Regions from separate parts of the Muntiacus reevesi genome. Here region 2 is linked to region 1. The links are chromatin contacts, called in public Hi-C maps. All regions are on one chromosome and are shown on one strand. The core of a region is the stretch at or near the end of the contact, and the rest is flanking DNA. Distances in the headings are between cores, read along the strand shown.

Evidence for each region. A called contact is a pair of places that touch in the nucleus more often than the background predicts.
Region 2: a contact with region 1 is called in a Hi-C map of blood, with 2.4 times the contacts expected there. The contact joins the promoter of FOXJ3 here to the promoter of ZMYND12 in region 1. A contact is called at or near these places in 2 of 3 Hi-C or Micro-C datasets (blood and muscle).

Annotation. Positions count from the first base shown.
Region 1 is chr1:162,358,223-162,362,765 of mMunRee1.1, reverse strand. It overlaps ZMYND12 (zinc finger MYND-type containing 12), which reads right to left and starts at 1,997. Exons shown (of 8, transcript XM_065929856.1): 1 at 1,796-1,997. The coding sequence starts at 1,905. PPCS (phosphopantothenoylcysteine synthetase) reads left to right here and starts at 2,460. Exons shown (of 3, transcript XM_065915001.1): 1 at 2,460-3,000; 2 at 3,171-3,274. The coding sequence starts at 2,493.
Region 2 is chr1:162,512,447-162,516,989 of mMunRee1.1, reverse strand. FOXJ3 (forkhead box J3) reads right to left here and starts at 1,816. Exons shown (of 13, transcript XM_065915040.1): 1 at 1,729-1,816.

The DNA.
Region 1 (4,543 bases), core at 748-3,247:
GGAGGAAAGGAGTTGGCAAATTAGAACTGAAAGAAAGCCTCTATAACTGCATCCAGGAAAAGAAGGGTGAGTATGGTGGGAAATGAAAGTAGAGAGGGAGCCAGGGCTTTGTAGCTTCTGCTACAAATTCTGAATTGTATTCTGTATGCAATAAAGAAACAACAGTGAAAACAGAGATGCCGCCCTTGCCCTCATGAAGCATACAGCTTAGTGAGGGATACAGACCACTAAAAAATGATTTCAATCTGTCATAAATGTGAGGATAGGGGACATAATGAGTGCTGTGAAGGCACTGAGGAGGGACACTGGATTCAGTCCAAAAGGTATGTTCACTCTCCACTGGGATCACTGCAGTTGAGAAGTTATGAGCCTTTAGTGTCTACTCTCCAGCCTAACTTCACATCGATACCTGTCATCTTTCCTTAATACAAATGAGGGCACGTGAAAACCATCCATGGCCCCCCAGAGGATAAATTCCAAACTCCTTGATCTCCTATCACTGTTTGGCCCTAACTTTTATCTTCTTGGTATAAACTCCTACTACTACCTATCACAATGGTTTTCAAACTTTTTAAAAATCAACCTATAGTAGGAAATACATATCACTAGTACAAACACATAAACACTAAAACACAAGTCTGAAGAAACAATTCAAGTAGGATTACTCTGATACTTGATAGGTTTTCCTTCCCCTTAAAATGCTGGTTGTGATTTATTCATGACCTGCCAACGGGGCCTGGACAGCAAGCTTACAGTCGTAACTGCTCTCTCCACCATTACCTTCTCAACCCACCTCGGACAAAGTCTGTTCTCTCAGTTTGCCAAAGCAGTCCTGGATTCAAGAAGTGCCTTGCCTTTCCTTCTCCATTTCTCATTCACCTAGCAACTTCCTTCTGATCTTTCAAGACTTTGCCCAAATATTATTTCTTCAGAGGAGCCTTTGCAGATACCACCCCAGTCATCATGCTTCCATCCTTAGAGGTCCCAGGGAATAGTACTCCCTGAGTGACAGCACTTGTCATATACGGTTGTGTTATAACTTACTTTTAAAAACAGGTTAGCCTGCTCTGGACTAGGTTTCTGAACGTCAGCAACCTCACTGTCTTATCTCAGGCCCCAAATAGGGGCCGATCTGAAGCAAAGGTCAGGGGATGTTATGCTGAAGTAAATGAAAACTAATATCATACCCTTCCCATACCGCCGCGATCTTGGCTGTGTACCGACAAACCAGCTTTCTATCTGTTCTTCAAACACAGCAAGGTCTTCCCTCCCTCGGAGCCTCACTGCGCCACTGTTCCCCCAGCGTTTCTCGGGCGGGCTGTTCCTATTCAATCATATATCCATAGTCTACCCTCAGAGAGGCTGTCTGCTCAACCTCCCATCACATTTTCTTTGTCTTTAAGGCATTTTGTTGCTGTTGACCACATGGACTGTAGCTCGCCAGGCTCCTCTCTCCGTAGAATTTCCTAGGCAAGAATACCGGGCTACTCTCTGGAATTATTTTGTTTGGTCTGTTGGTTTATTTATCTAGCTTTCTCATGACAATATTACTTTTTTGGGAGACGTGGTCTCCCGAGTTTCTCCCCAGTAACTTCAGCACCTAGAACAGTGCAAGGCGCACAGCAGGCGCTCCACAAAACATCTGGAGACGGACGAGCGAGCGGAAGAGGAAGCAAACGCAGACACTGATGTCTTAGGGACCAGTCCTGAAGCCTCCTAGACTCCTGAACCTAGAGGGCTCCCTGGCTGAGAGGGAGGCGATTGAGGCGCCCAGGGGCCACGTTTCAGGGCCTACCAGTAATAAGTGACCGTGCAGGCCCCGCACACCCGCTCGGCCGGGGCTTCGCACACCTCACAGCACAGCCGGCGCCCCCTGGGCACCGCCAGAGGGTAGATCACGTTCATGCCGCGGCAGACGGCGTTGTCAGTCTCTAGGACGGTTGCCCGGCGAGGACGCACCGGACAGCGGTGTCACGTGACCGACACGGCGCCGCCTCATCCCCGGCCTTTCGAGGGGAAGGGCGTGTGGCTCGACTGACAACTCGGGAGTGCGTTTGTAGGGTTGTTTTTTTTTAAAAATGAAAGGGGAAAAAAAAAAAAAAAACAAGCCACTCCTCCACCCCTCCCCCTCCCGCACCGCTCCAAATCCAAAGGTTAAACAGCCGGGCAATCAAAGTTTTAGCCGGGGTCCGAGTCTAGCAGGGTCTGTACGGTGGCCGATAAGGATCAAACAACGGCCGGACCGTCACTCAGGCTAGGAAACTAAACAAGGGGGTGTGCCTCTCAGCCGAGAACTCAAGTGTCAGACTCGCAGGGTGCAGGGCGGAGCCAGCTCGTATTTCCAGACAAGCGGAAACCCTGCGCTGACGTCCCGCGCACCGTAGCCAACCGCCCAGTGACTATTGCGGCTGCGCGCGGGCCAGGTAAGGGGACAGGGGGCGTGGCGCCGAAGGGCCTAGAGTTTGCGCAGACGCGGGGGCGCCTCGGGACTGATGGCGGCCGTGGACCTGGTTGCCGAGTTTCCCCAGCCCGCCGGTGTTGCGCGCTGGGCAGAGGTTATGGCTCGCTTCGCCGCCCGGTTGGGCGCGCAGGGCCGACGGGTGGTGTTGGTCACTTCTGGCGGCACCAAGGTCCCTCTGGAAGCCCGGCCTGTGCGCTTCCTGGACAACTTCAGCAGTGGGCGGCGCGGTGCTGGCTCGGCCGAAGCCTTCTTGGCCGCGGGCTACGGGGTCTTGTTCCTGTACCGCGCGCGCTCTGCCTTCCCCTTTGCCCACCGCTTCCCGCCCCAGACCTGGCTGTCTGCTCTGCGGCCCTCCGGCCAAGCGCCTTCGGGCTTGCTGAGCCTGGAGGCCGAGGAAAAAGCACTCCCGGGCTTCGCCGCAGCTCTGCAGAGCTACCAGGAAGCTGAGGCTGCCGGCACCTTTCTGGCCATAGAGTTCACCACTTTGGCAGACTATTTGCATTTGCTGCAGGCTGCAGCCCAGGCTCTCAGCCCACTAGGTGCGTGACTTTAGGAGTTCATCGGATTCCAGGAGGCAGAGCCTTTACCCCTAGACACATAGCCCGTTACTATATATACCCAGGGCTCTCACAACGGAGGAACCTGAGTTGAAAAGGAGCTGACTCCATACCCTTCTCTGATTTATTACACTCTGTGCTTCTTGTTTCAGGTTCTTCTGCGATGTTTTACCTGGCTGCGGCCGTGTCAGATTTCTATGTTCCTGCCTCTGAAATGCCTGAACACAAGATCCAGTCATCTGGGGGCCCACTGCAGGTGATGGGCGCTTCTCTTCCAGAGATCTGATTTCCTATAACCAATCTTGGGTTAATTTCCTTTTGATCTGGAGATGGCCTTTCTGCATTCCGTATGTGCTAGGCACTAGGGATACAGAGATGAATAAGACACCGCCCTCCCTCAAGAACCTCACAATCTGTTGAGGTTGCTGGACACAGACATAATTACAGTACAGAGTGATAAATGCTCTAGTAGAGGTACGTACAAAGTGAAGTCAGAGCATGGGGTGAGTGAATCTTGGGGAAAGTCAAGGCTTTCTGGAGGAAATGGCTTGAACTGGGTTTTAAAAGATGAGCAGAAGGTGTACCAGACCAAGGGAAGATAATTCCAGATAGAGTACACAATTGGAGCTTAAAAGTGAGCATTGTGTTGTGAACTGACATTGTCTGGTAAAGCTGGAGAGTGGTGAGGGTGGAGGGCAAGCTGAAGGGACAGCTTCCTTCATAGAAAATTTTGTGTTCCTTCTTAAGGAGCTTGAATTTAATCCTTTGGAGCCAAGGGAAACCTAAGAGAATGAGATAAAGTTTTTGTTTGTGAAGAACATTCTGGCATCATCCTTTCACCTTGTGAAAGGTGAATTAGAGAGAGTGGTGGGGGCAGATTAGATGGTGGTTATTGTTGCAGTTTAAGGAGAAGGTATGGGGAGGGTAGTGGTGTGGTGAAGATGCTGAAATCATCTGGCTTCTTGGAACCTGAGGGAATTCTTAGTCTTTTATTGGGTGATACAAGTAGAATTTAAATAGGAGAAACTACCTGTGGAGCACTTGCTGATTCTGTGGGACAGTTCATTTTTTCATTCTTCAGCAAATGTTTATTGAGTACCTACTATATGCCAGGCACTATTGTAGGAGATAAGGCAGTGAAAAGAAACATATTGTGCCCTGGTTTTGCTTATTATCTGCAGAGGAAACAGTAAGTCAAATGCATACTATATTACGTAGTGATAAATTTTAAGGAGGAAAGTAAAATGGGGAATGGGTATGTGATCCCTGTCACTCTTGCTGACTCTTTGAGGGAAAATTCTGATGATTAGCTTAGTGATTTCACACTTTTTAAATTCTGGGAACTTTACTTTATCCTGTAATTCTTAGTTCTGTCTTGTACTTGAAAGTACACAAAACAACTCAACATTCCCCTTAGAAGGGATTGAGAATGATATTATGGCGTTGATGAATAAAAATAAAATCAGTTCTGTTTCTTCAGTGCTAAGATATTACACGTGACAGTTTTTTAATGGAATCAAATAGC
Region 2 (4,543 bases), core at 567-3,066, 150 kb before region 1:
AACAGAAAAAATAAATATCAGAAAAAGACAAGGTAGATGCCCCATCAATCTCTAACTCCCTGGTCAATCCAACTCAGCTCATTCAGGAATCCAACCAGGAACAACAGACGTGGATTGCACAATACAGAAAAGAAAAATCTTCGCCAACCACACACAAAAAAGTAGAACGGAGAAGTGAAAACTATACACCTGAACGCATCAGCAACTAGAGCTTATTATTCTCTTTAGGATTAAACTGTAGAGAAAAGAACAAGAGCAGCTCAAGGAAGAGGGGGAAATGTCAATGAAACTACGTCCCTTACTGGTCTCAATCTCTGAGAGTGCAAGTCTTGCTTCTTTCAGCTGACCAACCGTCGGCCTCCGCACAGCAAATTGACCCTAACACCTTCCACGCCACCCGGAGGAAATCACAGAGGAAAAAACCAGCCCGCTTTAACCTCCGTCCTCACCAGCTGCAAACTGGAGGGGGGTTGGGGGGGGGGGGCGACACCCTACCACGTGGGCAGGATGCAACACACACAGGACAGCAACACGTCCGCATGGAACTGCTGCCTCTGCCCAATACTGATAGAGGACACGGCGACAGGATGGGTGGGAACACAGGCCCCCCGCACGGGCCTCCCCACCCCGAAGGGCACCACCGACGCGCGAGGTGCTGGCCGCTTCGCCGGCCAAAAGGCACCCAGGAGCTTGAAGGGAAGAAGCTGCATCGCGCTGGGGAAGGGGGGCTAGCCCAGGCCAGGGGCAGTTTACGGACGGCGGCCACTGTCCTCGGACTCGACGCCCCCGGGAATCCCGTCTAGCTCCCTCGGGCCCCGCCTGGGGGAGGGGCGGGAGGCGCGGAGCCGCCGCTTCCCTGCTGAGGGGCAGCAGCAGCTGAGAAGCGCCGCGGGGGAGGGAGGAACCCAGCCCTAGCCGCTCTCCGGGCCTCAGCCTGGGCTCAGGCCCCCTGCCCCGCCTGCCGCCCGCCGCCCGCCCCGCGACGCGGCCGCAGCTGTGAGAACGGAGAGGACGTCTCGCGGAGGGCAGCCCCTGCCTCCGTCCCGGGAGATGCCTCGGCCCCGCCTCCTCGCCCGCCGCCCCGACCCGACCGCTCCGGCGGCGGGCGCTCACCTCAGGCTGCGCAGGCCGGGACGGCCCGGCCGAGCCCCCGGCCGCTGTGTGCGTCTCCGCCCCCCGGGAAACGTCCCAACGGCGCCTGGTGCGAGCCGCTGAGGCCCGGAGCAGCGCCGAGAGCGGCGGCGGCGGCAGCGGGAGCAGCCAACATCCGGGGCCGCGCACCCGGAACTACTTCCCGACCAGCTCCCCCTCCCGCCGCCGCCGCTGCCGCCCCCGCCTCCCGCGACGTCGCTGCGCCACCGGTACGGCGTCGGCGGCGTCACTGCCCCTCCGCTGTCACGGCCACGGATATGAGCGCGAGATCCTTCCGCTGGGGCAAATAGTACCCTGGGACTCAGGGGGTGCGGGGGACGGGTCCTCCTTCCGCGAAGCGGGTGTCAGGCAGCCGCAGACAGCTCCGAGCGACTTGTTGAGGCGGGGAGTAGCGGGTTCTCTGTCCCTCAGAGTGGTGGCCAGGGAGTGAGGGCAGTGGGAGCGGCCCTTTAGTTGAGGACAAGAGGGACCTCCGCCTTGAACCCTCCCCAGGGACTCCGGGGCCCTGTGTCCCGGGGGAAGGGCGCCTTGCGACTTTCCCCCAAGCTCCCTTCACCTGACCGTAGCAACAGGTACCTTAGCCTCTTCGGGACACCGGTCACCGCGGCTTCTACGGCCCCAGCAAAGGCACCTTGGACCTTCAGGACACCTCTTCTTCCAGAACTCCACACGTCCCTGGTTCTAGACCCATCTCTGCCGGGTCCTCTCCTGTGCCTCGCCTTGGTTTCCTTCTCTTTAAAACAAAGGAGATGAAACTCTCAAGACCCTTCTGATTCTTAAGTAGCTGCCCAGGTTATGGTCCTTGCTATCAACAGGTGGAGCACTTAGAAGAGTAGTTGGGCGACTTGTGAACTTTGGAATTTACTTCTACGTCAGTCTTTACTGATTTTTTCTCTAAAGTATCTGCCCTGTAATTTCACGTTTAATTACATTCATACATCGTATTATTTGCCATTGCTTCCTTCGCGTTAGTCACATATAGCACCGAGTATGCTTTTGAACTCGCAGTAGGTGCTCAATATTTGGAAACTCAGGTAACTTGCTAGATGAATACTAGGTTGATTGGATGAGACGAAAAGGAGAGGCCTGAGTGAATTCATCTTGGGAACATCTTTTGTCGGACGTAGTCTTGTAGTAATCAAATAAAGACTGCAGGTGAAGAGCTGAGTACCCAATAACTTCAGTAAACATTGAACACCTGCCATTTACCAAGCAGTACTAGGCCCTGAGGATTCAAATTACTCCTATATCCCTTTTATACCTAAGACTCCAGCGAGATTCTGAAGATTAAAAGATTCATTCACTCATCCATCCAACAAATATTTGCTGATCAGGTTGTCAGACCCTATTTTAGTGTTTGGGTTGGATCATTGACTAGAAACAGGAAGGGGGTGGGAATACCCTTCCAACTTGGAGCTATCATCTTAAGTATAGAGAAAGATGATCAACAAAACAAGAAAAGAATTTGGTATGATAGAAGGTGTTTAGTGCTATGGAGGAAAAAAAATAGACCAGGGTAAGAGGTATGAGTAAGAGGTATGAAAAAAACTGGAGGAGGAAGGAAGAAAAGTGGGATTTTTTTTTTAACCTCAACCATTTCTTCATCAATAATTAGTTCATTTACTTCAACTGGACCATGTTAGGTGCTGGGGGCTTCAGTGAACGATAAGCCAAGGTTCTGCCACCGGTAGAGACCACATGCCAGATCCTTTCACTTGCCCTCATTCAGTGTTTTCACCAAGTCCCTTGGTTAGAACTCCTGTGTTCATCTTTACAGCTGATGAAGTTGAAGCTGAGAACTGGGACTCAAACTCAGTGACTTCTGAGTCCAGCTCCCTTTCCAGCTTCACCTCAGCTGAGAACTCATATATTTCTATTTCATGCCTCACCTCTTTCATCAAGTAGACTGATCCATGAGTATAGATGAATGACATTAGATCTGCGTTGGGGCAAAAGGGAGGGAGAAAAGAAAATATTTAGGGGAAAAGAGGGGGGACATCAAAAAATCTAGACATGTAGAGCAAAGAAAAGGGGTAGCAAAGAAGACTTCAGTTCAGTTGCTCAGTCCTGTCCAACTCTGGGACCCCATGGACTGCAGCATGCCAGGCCTCCCTGTCCATCACCAACTCCCATAGTTAACCCAAGCTTATGTCCATTGAGTCAGTGATGCCATCCAACCATCTCATCCTCTATCATCCCCTTCTTCTCCTGCCTTCAATCTTTCCCAGCATCAGGGTCTTTTCTTGAATCAGGTGGCCAAAGTATTGGAGTTTCAGCTTCAGCATCAGTCCTTCCAATGAATATTCAGGACTGATTTCCTTTAGGATGGACTGGTTGGATCTCCCTGCAGTCCAAGGGACTCTCAAGAGTCTTCTCCAACACCACAGTTCAAAAGCATCAATTCTTTGGTGCTCAGCTTTCTTTATAGTCCTTTATAGTTTCTTTAAGAAGACTTAGTGGAAGAGAAATGAAGGTAGATTCATAATAGCTTATTCCAATTCCAGTTTTACAGAATGAGATTTTAAATAGAACCATCAGAGAGAACCCAATTCATAAGGTGACTTTAATGAGAAACTTGAAAGAAGTGTGGAGTGAGTCATGCAATGGATAGTAAAAAGTGTCCTAGGCAGAAGGAACAGCCAGTGGAAAGGCCCTGAAGTGAAAGTATTTGTGGAAATGTTAGAAATAGTGGAGGCCAAAACAACTGGAGCCGGGTAAGCAAGTGAAAGAGGAATGGGAGATAAGGTCAGAGAGTGGGGTCTTGTCGGCCACTGTAAGGATCTTGGCTAAAGTGGACGCACCACAGGGCTTGGAACAGAGGAGTGATATAATCTGATCCGTGCTTTCAGAGGATCACCCTGGCTATGTGCTAAGAGTAGACAGCAAGTGGACATTGATGGACGCCAGAGGCTCCATTAGTCAGGTACAGGATAATAGCTTGGACCAAATTGTTAGCAGTGAGTAGGTTAAATAAGATACAGTTTCTGTATTTTAAGAACTCACAGTGCAGTGGAAAGCAGATAAGTAATTACAATACACTGTGATAAGGGAAATAGCATCCTGAAGAAGAGGCCACCCTTGCCAGTTTTTCTGACAGAGTAGTCATTCCCTCTTCTGCCAAGCTGCCAAGGGAGCTGAAAGTTCTGTGTTCTTTGTTGGATCACTGGGGGATCCTTGATAACATAGGTAACATTTGTCTTCTTCCCAGCCCTTCAGGACTTGAAGCCCACTATCATCTGAGTGGTGCTATGAGCAGAAAGCTACTAAAGAACAGTCATAGCATTTAAGGAGATGGGCAAAAATGGGATTATCCCTATTTGCCAGAAGAAGAAAACAAGACCAATAGTCAAGGTTTTAACCTGAGACTGGGAATCAAGGTCCTCAAAGTTCC